Regions from separate parts of the Anas platyrhynchos genome. Here region 2 is linked to region 1. A link is a contact called in public Hi-C data. All regions are on one chromosome and are shown on one strand. The core of a region is the stretch at or near the end of the contact, and the rest is flanking DNA. Distances in the headings are between cores, read along the strand shown.

The links. A called contact is a pair of places that touch in the nucleus more often than the background predicts.
Region 2: a Hi-C map of skeletal muscle shows a contact between it and region 1, with 2.1 times the contacts expected there. The contact joins the promoter of CLCN3 here to the promoter of MFAP3L in region 1. A contact is called at or near these places in 2 of 8 Hi-C or Micro-C datasets (skeletal muscle and subcutaneous adipose tissue).

What each region holds. Positions count from the first base shown.
Region 1 is chr4:29,242,185-29,248,679 of IASCAAS_PekinDuck_T2T, reverse strand. It overlaps MFAP3L (microfibril associated protein 3 like), which reads right to left and starts at 3,489. Exons shown (of 4, transcript XM_027456428.3): 1 at 3,289-3,489; 2 at 2,754-3,047. The coding sequence starts at 2,775. All of the region lies in intron 5 of LOC119716947 (a long non-coding RNA gene), which reads left to right.
Region 2 is chr4:29,385,156-29,391,155 of IASCAAS_PekinDuck_T2T, reverse strand. CLCN3 (chloride voltage-gated channel 3) reads left to right here and starts at 1,778. Exons shown (of 14, transcript XM_027456427.3): 1 at 1,778-1,916. It overlaps NEK1 (NIMA related kinase 1), which reads right to left and starts at 1,630. Exons shown (of 32, transcript XM_072037322.1): 1 at 1,477-1,630.

The DNA.
Region 1 (6,495 bases), core at 2,240-4,739:
ACCTAGATTAATTTAGCATTTGTATTTATCTGGAGGCTGGACAATTGCCACTCAATGTAATTTTGTGTACAAAGCTATTATTCTAGAAACATCTGTATGGCTTTAAGAGACACTTGTTTAACTCCTTGCAAGCTTTCAGCATAGCTGCTGCTGTTTTACTGTTGGCAGTAAATGCAGATGGTTCAATGCCTGAAAGTCCCCTTTGTTGAGAAAGAAGTAACAAAGAAGATGCAGAGAATCTCTCCCACGCTTCCACATACATGTGGCCTGGCCTCACCAAGTTCTAGGTATCTTTCCTTTTCCTTACTCACCTCTTATCTTCTATTTATACCAGCACTCTGTAGGCATTATTCTGCAAACAGTCTAAATCACTGAAGTCAGCAAATACAACAGATCTTATATGTTCTCAGCATGGCTTATCTGTTCTTAGTGGAAGGAACACAGCAATGTGGAATGGGGCCCAATTCATTTCCTTCTACTTTCTCTTCTTTTGAGCTGTTTGCCAAAGCTAACCATCCTTCAGGCATATCTAATTGTTTTCTTTTTCCAAATGAAGATGAAAAATTCTAGATGTTAGATGTTCAAACAAGATGTAAAATTAGAAATTAGGTTTTCTTTAAACAAAGATATGAAAGGCTTTGCAGAGCTAAAACTTCTACTTTTTAAATTCTAAAATGCCTTGAATAAGTGAATATTTTCAATTCACTACATACAGTTTAACTAGAAACAGTATTTTAATAAAAGGGTCTCATTTAAGTGGGAATATAAAAGAATAAAAAAAACCTGGGAGAACACAGAGTAAAGTATGACTAATTCATCTACATCCCCATAGAATTGCAAGATGCATATAATTACCAGCTTTTAATGACTGTTTTTCACATTTATTGGTTTCCGGGATACTGCGCAAAGAGGTTACACGTGGGTGCTGGGATTAGGACAGGATTAAATTTGTGAGGGGGAATTTAAAGGAATCTAACCATTCGGGACTGATTGCAGAAGAAAAGATCATTTTAGGCTAAAGTGCATGTTCCTACTTCCCCCATGAGAATCAAGAAGGGACAGCAGACAGGATTCAAAGGAGTTTGCATTGCATCACACAGAAACTTGAGTCTTGCTTGTATACAAATGGGATCAATACAGCCCTTTCCTAGTGCATCAATATATGGCCATAATTTAGGTGCAATCATTTAGGTAGAACTCACAAATTTACTAAAGAACGTCTTACAATTCAGACTTTTGTGCCATTTTATCTACTCTGGACTGAAAAATGTGACTAATATTGCAGTCGCATGACTGCCTAACCATCTTTTGATAAGCTGATCACAGATTCTGCACAGAACACCTAGCATAGCAACATCATGCTGAAATAACTGTTCAGAAACATGCTCGTAAATGAAAACTGTACCATGTGAACTGCTACACTATAGCACACCACAGCCCACTGGCATTGTGCACCCACTATCCAGGGACTAGACATACTGGAGAAAACCCAGTAGTGCCGGTAGGAGTGGGCACCGTGCGGTCACACAGGTGTGACTGGGGACTGCACGCACAATGGCGCGGTGGCAATGCAGTGTGCAGTGCCTGTTCCTGCATGACTTGAACATATCAGCAGAAATCTTTTGTTGCTATGAAACTCTCAGAGTGGCAGGACAATTAAATGTTAAACCTAAATAGGCTGTTCTTAATGTAATTCCCCCATTTGTTGTGGCCCTCTTCCAAAATAAGAGATTTACGCATCTGTACAGAGTTCCTTATTTCTGATAATCAGGCACCACTTTCACCACTTTACTCTGAAGTAAGACAGTCCACTACCAATTTTTTTTTTTTGTTACCTAAATGAAAATCACTAAATCAGTTTGAATTCCTCTATCTGGATAGAGGAACTTACAGGAGAAGGTACAAGTTTTATCTGCCCTTCACACCTTTCCCGCCTGACAGATTTAAAAAAAAAAAAAAAAAGATGTTCTAAAATGCTGTTATGGATAATTTTAATCACGGTAACTGGTGAAAGGTAATACTGTTTTGGAAGTGATGTTTCTCAGATGGGTCTGTATATGGTTAGAAAATGCCATTGCTTCACTTAGCAGAACTAAGTAACAGAATTAAGACTACAGAGAGACGTCTGCAAGGGTGCTGATCTGCATGGCCAGGCAGCAGCTCAGAGCTGCAGGGATGAAAAAATTCCAGGCAGTGTTGAGGAGCCAGGTCTTATGCTACAGTCTTCTGGTGACAGTTAGCACAGCTATTTTATCTGTAAGCTTTCTCAATGGAAACCTGCCTGTGTTGGACAAATACCACACATCTCTGTAACAAAGTGGGAAGAAAGCTTTTTCTTGGTGATGGTCTGCGATTTGTCTAAGTATCTGAAAAAAATAGTATATATGCGACGTGCACTCAAACCGTGTGAGTTGCACTCAGAATCTAGTGATGTTGATATACTGCAGTCTAGATTAGATGGCTTTCAAGAAAGAAAGAAAGAAAGAAAGAAGATTCCTACTACAGCAACCACCGGTACCCAATGGTGCTGTTGCTCACTGTACACACTAAGCCAGACAAAAGATTCCTGCCAAGCAAACATTGCCTCCGCTAAAAGGAGAGCTGCCGTATTTTGTCCTACTGCAGTGAAGAGAGGAACTGTTCCGTAACGCATTGGCTCTTACCAACTAAAATGCTGCGTTTTCCCCTTTAAATCCCTTTGCGTTATCCACCACGAGCTAACTTCACAGTTTTTTTTCCAGCCAAATACGTACCAAACGAGGTCGCATTTTGCATGTGGCGTTGCCCGCAGCCGGTGCTTCTCCTCCCGAGCGGGGTTAGCAGGGGGGCTCCGCAGGAGTCGCTCCAGGGCACCCCTCGGGGGGCCGAGACCCCGCAGGCAGCTCCGGGCCGCCTCCTCCTCGCTCCAGCCGCTTGCCCGGCGCTGCTCCGAGCCGGCCCGGCAGGCACCAGCAGCACCGGCGAGCTCCGCCGGACCGCCCCCAGCTTCAGGGCCGCTTCAGACCTCGGGGCACCTCCGCGCTCGCCCCTGACCTCCCGAGGCAGTCCTGTGAGAGGAGAGGGCAGCTGCAGCCGAGCGGCAGGAGGCCGTGCGGAGCGCCGCAAAGCGGGGCAGCTGCCGCTCTCTGACAGCCCCGGGAAGCTGCCGGGGGGACACCTCGCCCCCTCGCCCCCTCGCCCCCAGCCAGCCCGCAGCCGGGGCTCCGGGGGCAGGCAGAGCCCAGCGGGCAGCGGGCACCGGGCAGCGCCCCTCGGAGCGCAGCGGCCGCCCCCCCGCCGCCCGCTCACCTGCGCGGCGGCCGCCCCGCGGCAGCGCCCGCCGCCGCCGCGCCCCTCAGCGCGCCCCGCGCAGCGCCATGCCGGGCCCGGGGCGGGCGGAGCGCGGCGCTGCCGCAGTCCGTGGGGCCGAGCCGAGCCGTGCCGAGCCGCTCTGCTCCGCTCCGTGCCGTGCCGTGCCGTGCCGCAGCGCTGCCCCCCGCACCGCCGGCGCCGGCAGGGAAAGTAGGTCAGGGCGGCACTGAGCATGCTCGGGGCCGGGCCGGGGGGCGGCCCCGGGGCCCGCGGGGGGCGGCCGGGGGCCGGCGGCGCAGCCCTCGGCGGGGGCACGGGGCAAGGGGCCGCCCGCTGCGGGTCCCGTCGGGCGCGGCCGCACAGGGCGGTGAGGGGAGCGGCGGGGGCTGGAGCTGCCGGGGCAGGTGCCGAGCCCGCCGAGGAAAAGGCGAGGGGGAGAGCAGCGGTGGTGCAGGGAGCAGGGGGACGCTGACCCCAGGGAGCCGTGCCCAGGGCCCGGGCGCTGGCCCCACCGCCTGGCCCACAAGGAGAGCAGGGGTGGGTGCGGGCACGGGCAAGACAGGGCTGCCGGCAGCCTGCCTCCTGCTGCCCAGGGTACCGGGATGGGTGAGCCGGTAGGCAGCGGGGAAGAAGCAGCTGATGTTGTCAGGTCGCGCCAGAGCCAGGTGCCAACCGAGGGAACAGGTCGTGATTGCTTCTCGCTCGCCCAGCCAAGCATTTTGGTGATGGAGGAGCTGTTTCGGTCACAGGACCTTACTTGCAACTGACCTGTGACTTAACGCTGGCTTGGCTGCTGCTCTCTGTGTGCATGTCAGGTATACATTGAATTTCTGTAATTAGAAAACTCACACGTTTTTCTTTAGTCCATCTCCAAGTGGCTACCACCTTGCAGTAAGCCCGTGTTCTGGGAAATGGCTGTAGGAATTCAGATACCAACACACCCGGTGAAGAGGCAGCACTGGGATTTTTATATTCACATCCACGTCTTGCTGTGAGCCCACCACTGACATTAGAGCCACCAGTTATTTGCCCTGGGCCCCTTCCTGGGAGGTCACCATCTCCCATGCTTCATGTGGCTCCCATGCCTGTCCTCCCAGTCACTGTGAGCAGCTCAGAAGGTAGATGTGGCCACGGAGGCTGCAGTGCTCTTTGTGGTCTGGAGCAGGTAGGCAGCAGGGACTTGCGCCACCACAGTGGTTAAAAGCAACGGCGAGTGCTGCTAGGCTGCAGTTTCCTTCAGTTCAGTGCTTCCTCCGTGTTGCCCACTTCTTTCTTCCCCATCTCACTCTTGCAACCAGCGTGTAGCAGCCTTGAGGAAGAGAGCTGGGTGGTAAAGGGGAACTGCCTTTTCCAGCACCAACGGTGCACAGCTGCTCTCTGACCATAAACTGATGGCCAGAGAAGGATGGCCCTGCAGCAGGTCAGGCTGCCTTGCCCAGGATTTGAAATGGCTGATCCTGCGCTTGCTGCCGCCCTGAGATACACTTACCTGGTATATTCTCTGTGTCTCATATGCTGCAAGCTTGGCGTCCTTTCTGAACTCACTGTGCACCCTGGTGGCTACGTTTGATGCCTTTGGTGCATAGGAAGTGCTAGTTAGGGTCTCTGGGAGATAGCGGGAGTGCTAGCTTCAAACTCGTGCAGTGTCTGAAATGCTGGTTTGTCAGGTGTGCAGACCTGTGCAGGTGCTTTCCTTCCCGACTTTCTGGTCGTACTTCCATGTGTGCACAGAGGTCAGCTGCGTGGGGGCTGCAATGCAGGCCTTCCGGACGTGCACTCCAGCTCCCAGTTAGCTATCAAATCTCCTTAATTTACTTGAGATTAAATTATATACAGCTGAAAGAGTTTAAAGAATAAAACTGGGAATGTTGTGCTTTTGTTCGATAATGCCTGCCGCAGATAAACACTGACCTTTTATATTTAGTACTACAGTGAGCACATTTTACCCCTGTAAAACCACAGCATTGTTTAATAGGAGAAATCCGTTTACCTTACAGTAAACAGCATTTTGGTATCACTAATTAGTGGTATCTGGACAGCAGAATCAGGCAAGCTTTGTAATCAAGCCATTAGAAATTTAAGATGAAATTAACTTGTATGTTTTGGGTAATTCAGGTCCCTCCATCCACTCAGTGGAGTAGACATAAGAAAAGCTGAGACAAGCCTGTGCACCACACAACATAAGGTAACAGCAGAGAAACAAAAGAAAAAAGGGAAGCTTTCAAGTGTTATTGTAGAAAATAACCACATTTGATAGCTTACCAATCAATATAGATGCATGAGGTGATATTCCATTTAGAAATCAGATGCAAAGCTGGTGGCACCTCTGTAATAACGTATTTAAGAAAGGGTGAAAAATGCTACGCAGCAGTTGTGAGAGAGAGGAGTGGGAAAAATGTGAGACAACCAGCGCTGCAGCCCCCCAGGTGAGTGCAGCAGGAGGGCAGGAGGTGCTCCAGGCACACAGCAGCAGTTCCCCTGCGGCCTGTGGAGAGGCCCCTGGTGGAGCAGGCTGTCCCCCTGCAGCCCATGGGTCCCACAAGGAGCAGATCTTGGATATAGTACTTTTGCAGGTCTTTCTGTCACTGGCAGCCTTTGCACTTTAATCAGCATCTGCCCCTGGAGTGCCAGTTGTTTGCTTTGCCCATGTCTTCACCAGAGAACAGCGGTGTGCAACTGCTTCCTTCCTGAAACACTTCTTTCTGCACAGTTTCTTGGTGTGTCTTGTGCCACTTTCTCCAATTTCTTCGCAATTTCCTTCAGGATTTCAGATGACCTCTGAGAATATTTTTCTGTTTCAGTTTTATACTTCGCTCTTCGGGGAGCCTCGAGATCCAGCCAGGGAGCTGGGTAACCATCGCCCACAGCCACACCTGGGGGATCGCCCTGAGGCTTAGGGACAGGATTATGCTGAGGAGCGGGGAAGACATCCCTGCATACCTACAGGGACAGCTTTAGGATGTCATCGGGGCTCAGGAGCAGGACTCCACTGAGTGGCTTGACCACAGCGGCATGTGGGATGTTCCTGAGGCTCAAACCCAGGATCCAGCCAAGCTCTGCTGAGCACATGCCATCATCCACTCCTAGTGTTCACTGTGGAGCAGCCCAGGCACCCTGGACACGCAGGGCCACCAGAAGGAGGATTTGGGGACTGGCCTCTGTTCAGCACAGGGGCAGCCCCATCCTCTCATCTCACAGAAGCCG
Region 2 (6,000 bases), core at 529-3,028, 140 kb before region 1:
GGACTAGCTTTTGAGATTAAACCGCATTATGTAGCGGAATGCTGATGGCATTTCAAGTTGTATATTAAGAATATTTTAGTAACAATAAGACACTAGCAACCTGCATGTGGAACAACTATCACATCTCATTACTATCTAATCACCAGAAATATCCAGGAAAGATGCTAAGCAATACAGTGACGGGGAAAATGAATGAAATGGAGACATAACCACAAGCTTTCTAATACACTTCCATTAGGATGGAAGTAATCCAAATGATATTTACCTGACCAAATTTAAGAGAAGCAATAATCAAAGAGAGAAACAGTGCAATAAAACCCTTAGTGAATTTAATAGAAGTAGACCGTATCGAGCCAACTTCACATCTCTCTTCTAAAGATGACTTGATCTTGACAACTTATACAGCTAATCTATAGGAGCTTCTGCAAAGCATTTCATTAGGTGAATGACAAAACAAACAAATAAAACCACAAATAATCAGAAGGATGGAAACTGGGACAAGACCTGTAATGGGGGCAGGGAAGAAGCAAGTAGCTAGCACGAAGCCAACAGGTAGCACAGCAGTACCGCTTGCCAGTGAAGCTCCTGAGGAGCCCTCTTACTTTCCCTGCTAATTCTGGCAGGGGGCTGTGGGGAACATGTGGGATGTTATCTCACAAACCGTGCAAATGACTCCAAACTAAAGGCATGGCCAATGCCAAGAAGGTTGAGGAGTGCAAGGAGAATGGGCCCAAGGAAGAGCACAGCGGTAAGCACCAAGCCAAACTCCTGGCCCAGAGGCCATCTTCACACAGGAGAGCCCCCCATGCCCTGAGGGCTGCAAGTGGAAAGGCACAGGAGGCATTTACGGTTGTTTTTGCATCCAGGCATCCCCTGAGCGCGCTGACAGCACTCGTGCAGCGCGGCCCCGCCCCGCTGGCAGCAGGCCCCGCCGGCAGCACCCTCACACACTGCGCACACCCGGGGCTCCCCCCGGGCCGGGGCCGCTCGGTGCCGTCACGGGATCCCCCCCAGCCACGGGGGCTGCTAACGCCAAGGGAAGTGCAAGGCTCCGCGCCACGGGAGCAGGCTGAAAGGAAGAGGCTCGGCAGGGCACAGACGCAGCCGAATTAAGCCCAGGGAGCCGACCGGCGACACCCCGCAGACTGAGGAGAACCGGGCGGCGGCGGGCGGCGGCGGCCCCGCCCCGCGGCCCCTCACTGAGGGGGGCCCCGACCGCACGGCGGCAGCCGCCGGACCGAACCGAACCGAGCCGAGCCGAGCCGAGCCCCGCCGAAGGGAGCCGAGCGGAGCCGAGCGCTGCCGAGTCATGCCGAAGGGAGCCGAGCTCCCCCAGCCCGGCCCGAGCGCGCCGCCGCCACCCCCCCACCCCGCAGCCGGGCCGAGGCTGGCGCCAGGGTGAGGGGCGCGGCCGGGACCCTGCAGCGCAGCGCCCGGCCCGGCCCGCCCCATCCCCTCCTCGCCGCCGCCGCTCACCTCCCGCCGCTGCCGCAGCCGCTCTCCCCGCCGCGGCTCCCGCCCCTCGCCCCGCCCCCTCAGCGCTCATTGGCGGGCGGGCCCGGCGGCCGCGCTGCCATTGGCCGAGCGGGGGCAGCGCGCTCCTTCGCCACGGCGCCGCTTCACCCGGGCGACGCGCGCCGAAGGGGGGGGGGAGCGCGCACACCGGGGCCGCGGGCGGGCGGGGGCAGCCCCGAGCCGCGCCTCGCGCAGGGCGGCGCCGACGTCAGCCCCGCGGCGCCCGGTACCGCGGCCAGGCCACGCCCCCTCACGGCTGCGCCTACCGGAAGTCGCCTGCAGCCCCAGGGCCCGGGGGCGGGGCTAGGAGCGAGGGGCGACCGTTGGGGCCGTTGGGGGCCGTTGGGCCGGGGGCCGCGGGCTGCGCGCGGCGGGAGGATGCGGCAGCGCCTGCCGGGCAGGTAGGGCCGGGAGCGGGGCCGGGGGTGGGGAGGGGCCGTGGCGCCGGCCCGCTGCGTCCTGCCGGGCCCTGCGGCGGCTGACGGGGAGCCCGGTGGCGGCGGCCCCCAGGCCGGCAGGGTGCCCGCCCGGCAGCGTCCCGGCGCGGAGCGGGGCAGAGCGGGGCTGGTGTGGCGCTGCCGCTTGAAGCGGGCCGAGCCCCGTGCTGCCGGGGTGTGCGCGCTGCCGGGGGCTGAATGTGCTGTGTCACACCCCGAGCTGCCGAGCTGGGCACGAACGAGGCCTGGACAGCGATTAAAAAGCGTGTTAAAGGCGTGCCTGGTGCTCGGCTTGAATACGAAGTTAAGCACCGGGTGTTGGAAGTGTTTTAGGGTGGATGTACCGGAACGGAACGCGCTTCCGAGCCCTCTTGGTACCCGCACCTCATTCTTAGGGCTGTAGGACCTCAAAGTTCAGGGCACAGAGTTGGTGAGAGAAACCAAGTTGGTGCTCACCGAAGCGGTAGGGGCCCTGGTGCTGCCTGGCTCCCTGCGCTCCCCGTCTGCTGGCCCTGCGGTGGATTCTCTGTTCCGGGGCCCTTAGCAACGTGGATGCTCCTCGGCAAAACCGGCTGCTGGAATGGGAGGGCGTGCTGGGGAGGCAGGTTCGAGAGCAGACAGTTGTCAATGCTATTTCTCTATTTTAACAAACTTGAGTGCTCTGTAATGTAAAGTTTAAACAATGCATCTGTGTGTTGTAGGAAGCTTACCTGCAAAGTAAAAAGAATCCCCAGAGAAGTCACCAACTGCTGCCATCAGTTTTTCTAAGGCAAAGCAGATAAATGGGCTAAGCCTTTTAAACGTGATGTCCCTGGTCAGCAGGCAGATGTAAACTTGCTGCTCCAGGCCATCAAAAAGGGGAGCGTTCTGCTCTGGGGAAACTGCAGCTAGCTTCAGACTCCCAGCCTGAAACAAAATGACTTTGCATCTACCTGCAGCACTCGTGAAAATACACAGTATGCTGTGCCCTGGAAAATGGAGCTTGTTTTTTGTTTCCTTCCATACATACTGACATATTGCTGGTATGTCACTCCTTTAAACTCTTTGCATAGCAGTAGTAGATGATGTGCACAACGTGTGTTGCAATACCTCTAGAAACATATTTTCACTGGTCTAGGGAGCTCCATGTCTGACTTTCTTGCAATCTCTATGGTGTCCTGTTCATGAGTGGCTTACAGTACTACTATTCTGTCTGAGGTATATACTTGCAAGTTAAAATAACCCTGGGATCGTTTTTTATCCCTTCTTTCTATCTGTACTTTTTATATTGACTGCTAATAAGAACAAGCCTATCCAAATCCTCAGCCAGGAAAGGCCTTTGCAGCAGTTGGTCTTCACTTAAAGTTCATGAATGCATTGCTCAGAGCCTTATTTTATAAGTTGCTTATTTTATGAGTTTGCCTGCATTTTTCTCTCATGACAGTGTTTGTACTTCATCTTGTGCTCTTTTTCCACTTAATGTTTGTCACAAACTGATTCAGGAACCTGCAAGTGAGAATCCACTGTGAGCTGGTTATTTTATGCACAGCTAGGTCCAGCTGAGTGGTTTATCTTCTGGGATTCACTCACTAAGCACTTCTGATGTGATGCATTGTTTTGTTTTTCCCATTTTGCTTTGGGGTTCTGGGATTGTGTGTGTGTCGTAATTTAGTATTTGAATAGCAGAGCTGCATTTGTTGAACGTGAGCACTGAAGCTGGGACAGCCGTTCCAAGCTGACAAACATTGCCAAAGGGCATTCTAGGAACATACTGAATTTTTTCCTTCCCCTTACTTATGTGACTTTGTGGGCATGTGGATAGGTGTTATGGTGCAATTGAGTTTTCAGGGTCAATTCTGACAATCATCTGGCAGTAGGGATATTTATAACTTGGTCATTCATGTTGTTTAAAGAGTGAATTTCCTAGTTCTCAGACTCCAGGTTGCCTGTTCCTCAATTCCTTGCTTTGTCACCTCATTGGCAGCAGCTGTAACCACCTGCACGAAGTCAGCCCCGGCAGTGGTCTTGAACATGAGTCTGCCTGTACACCCTCTGTGCTCGTTTTCCCCAAACTAAGACTTCAACTTTACACCTGCCTGCTTCTTGTGGCGTAGCCCTGGCAGGCAGCACCCAGCCGCTTGCTCACTCTCCTCAGGTGCGATGGGGACAGAGAATCAGAAAGCGAAGTGTGAGAACTCGTGGGTTGAGCTAAGGACAGTTCACCAGGTAAAGCCCGACCGGGCCCCACTGGCTGCTTCCCACCGGCAGGCAGGTGCCAGCTGCTGCAGGCCAGCAGGGCTCCTCACACAGGGTGATTTCTTGGGGAGACAAATGGTGTCGCCCCCTTCCTCCTCCTTGGCCCCAGCTGTCATCACTGAGCATGAGGCTGGGCAGTGTGAGACATCCCTTTGGGCAGCCTGGGCCAGCTGGCCTGGCTGTGTCCCCTCCAGCTCCTGGGGCAGGCTCCTCTGTGCAAGCTGCTCTGCCACAGCTGAACATCCGTGTGCTGTCACTGCTGTTTTCATCAAAAGTCCAAAACACAGCATTGTGTGAGCCTCTACAAAGAAAACTAACTCTGTCCCAGCCAGCATCATGATAGTGCTGTGAAAGCAAGTTCTCATAGCTATGCTTTCTGCATCAATCCCTCTTCTGTATCATACCTGAAAATGCAGAGTTTGCATTGGCTGATTTCCTTAAGCTTTTCAGGTGTCAGGCCATCTTTTTACCCACGCTTGTATGAGTTATGCTGCTCCAGACTTTGCTGCATAGTACTTACGCTTTTTCATGGTCTTTCAGTAGCCTCTGCTGAAGACGCTCGGAGTATTAGAAAGTTGGCAATTACAAACCTTCATAGCTATTTAATTTGAAACTGGTTTTTGAATATTGGAAGCCTTTTTAAAAATCATCTGTGCAAATGATTAGAAAAAGCAACATTGATTTAAATAGTGTCTAATAGAGCATTGTAAAAATACCCATTTGGGAGATTTTCCCCATTTTTCAAAGGTAGAAACACAAAAAACAACTTAACTTTGAGATAACTTTCTAGATGTTAAACCTTTTCATTTTTTTTGCATTTTGCTTAGGCTTTCTAGTTACAGAAACAGGCTCTGTGCTCTACTTTGGGAGGGTAAGGAGAAACTGAATGAAAATGGTGATCGTGTTCTGTCTTATAGCACAGATCCTTTGGTAACGACAACCCTCATGGTTACTTTTTTATTTATTTTTGTATGGTTTTGATGACTTCTTAAAAGTTAATGGAAGAGACTGCTCAAGTGTACGTTCTGAGTGTTCATACCACAATATAATCTATCAAAGAAGCATTTCCTAACTCAAATAGTAAAAATGCGATTTCACGTCAGTAGTACCTTTAAGTTACAGACACAGTTATTGAGGTGACTTAATATTTTGACATCCTGCCAGTTAAAATTCAAGTACTCCCTTTCCTGAACAATAATATTGTTTGAGTTCCTTCCCCTCTTACCTCCAAGTTAGTGCTCTCTGCCAGATTTGTTGGGTTTTGACATTTTATCTGTAGTACTCGATCTACTGCAGCTTTTCCCATGAGGTTTCTGTTATTAATGTGTTTCCTATGTACCCGCTGGGGAAAAAATGCAGTTCCCTGTATACTTCCAAATGCTAACTCTGAAAAGTGGTTCTACAGATTTGAAAGGGGTGGTAGTATGAGGAGGTGGAGGAAAAAAAAAAGGAGTTTTTAAATCACTAGTTGACTTTTAGCTGCTTGTTTTGTGGAAAGCTTCTCATATTGAACATAACAAGGACAAGGAAACAATTAAAATTATTATCAGTATTACAGACTTAACAGTTTCCTTCTGTTTCATGCTAAGATATGAGTATTCTCTTAACTTACCCAACAAGGTCCATAAATCTGCAGAACACTTAAGGAGACCTAGTGACCGGTACACTAAGTATTCATGTTATTACCACAGGTACAAAAATCTCAATGTTTAGTCCTCCCTAACAAATTAAATACATGTATATACATATATATGTATATATAATAAGCTTAATCTGTTAACCCAGTGAACTGATCTCATCTTTGTCATGTAAT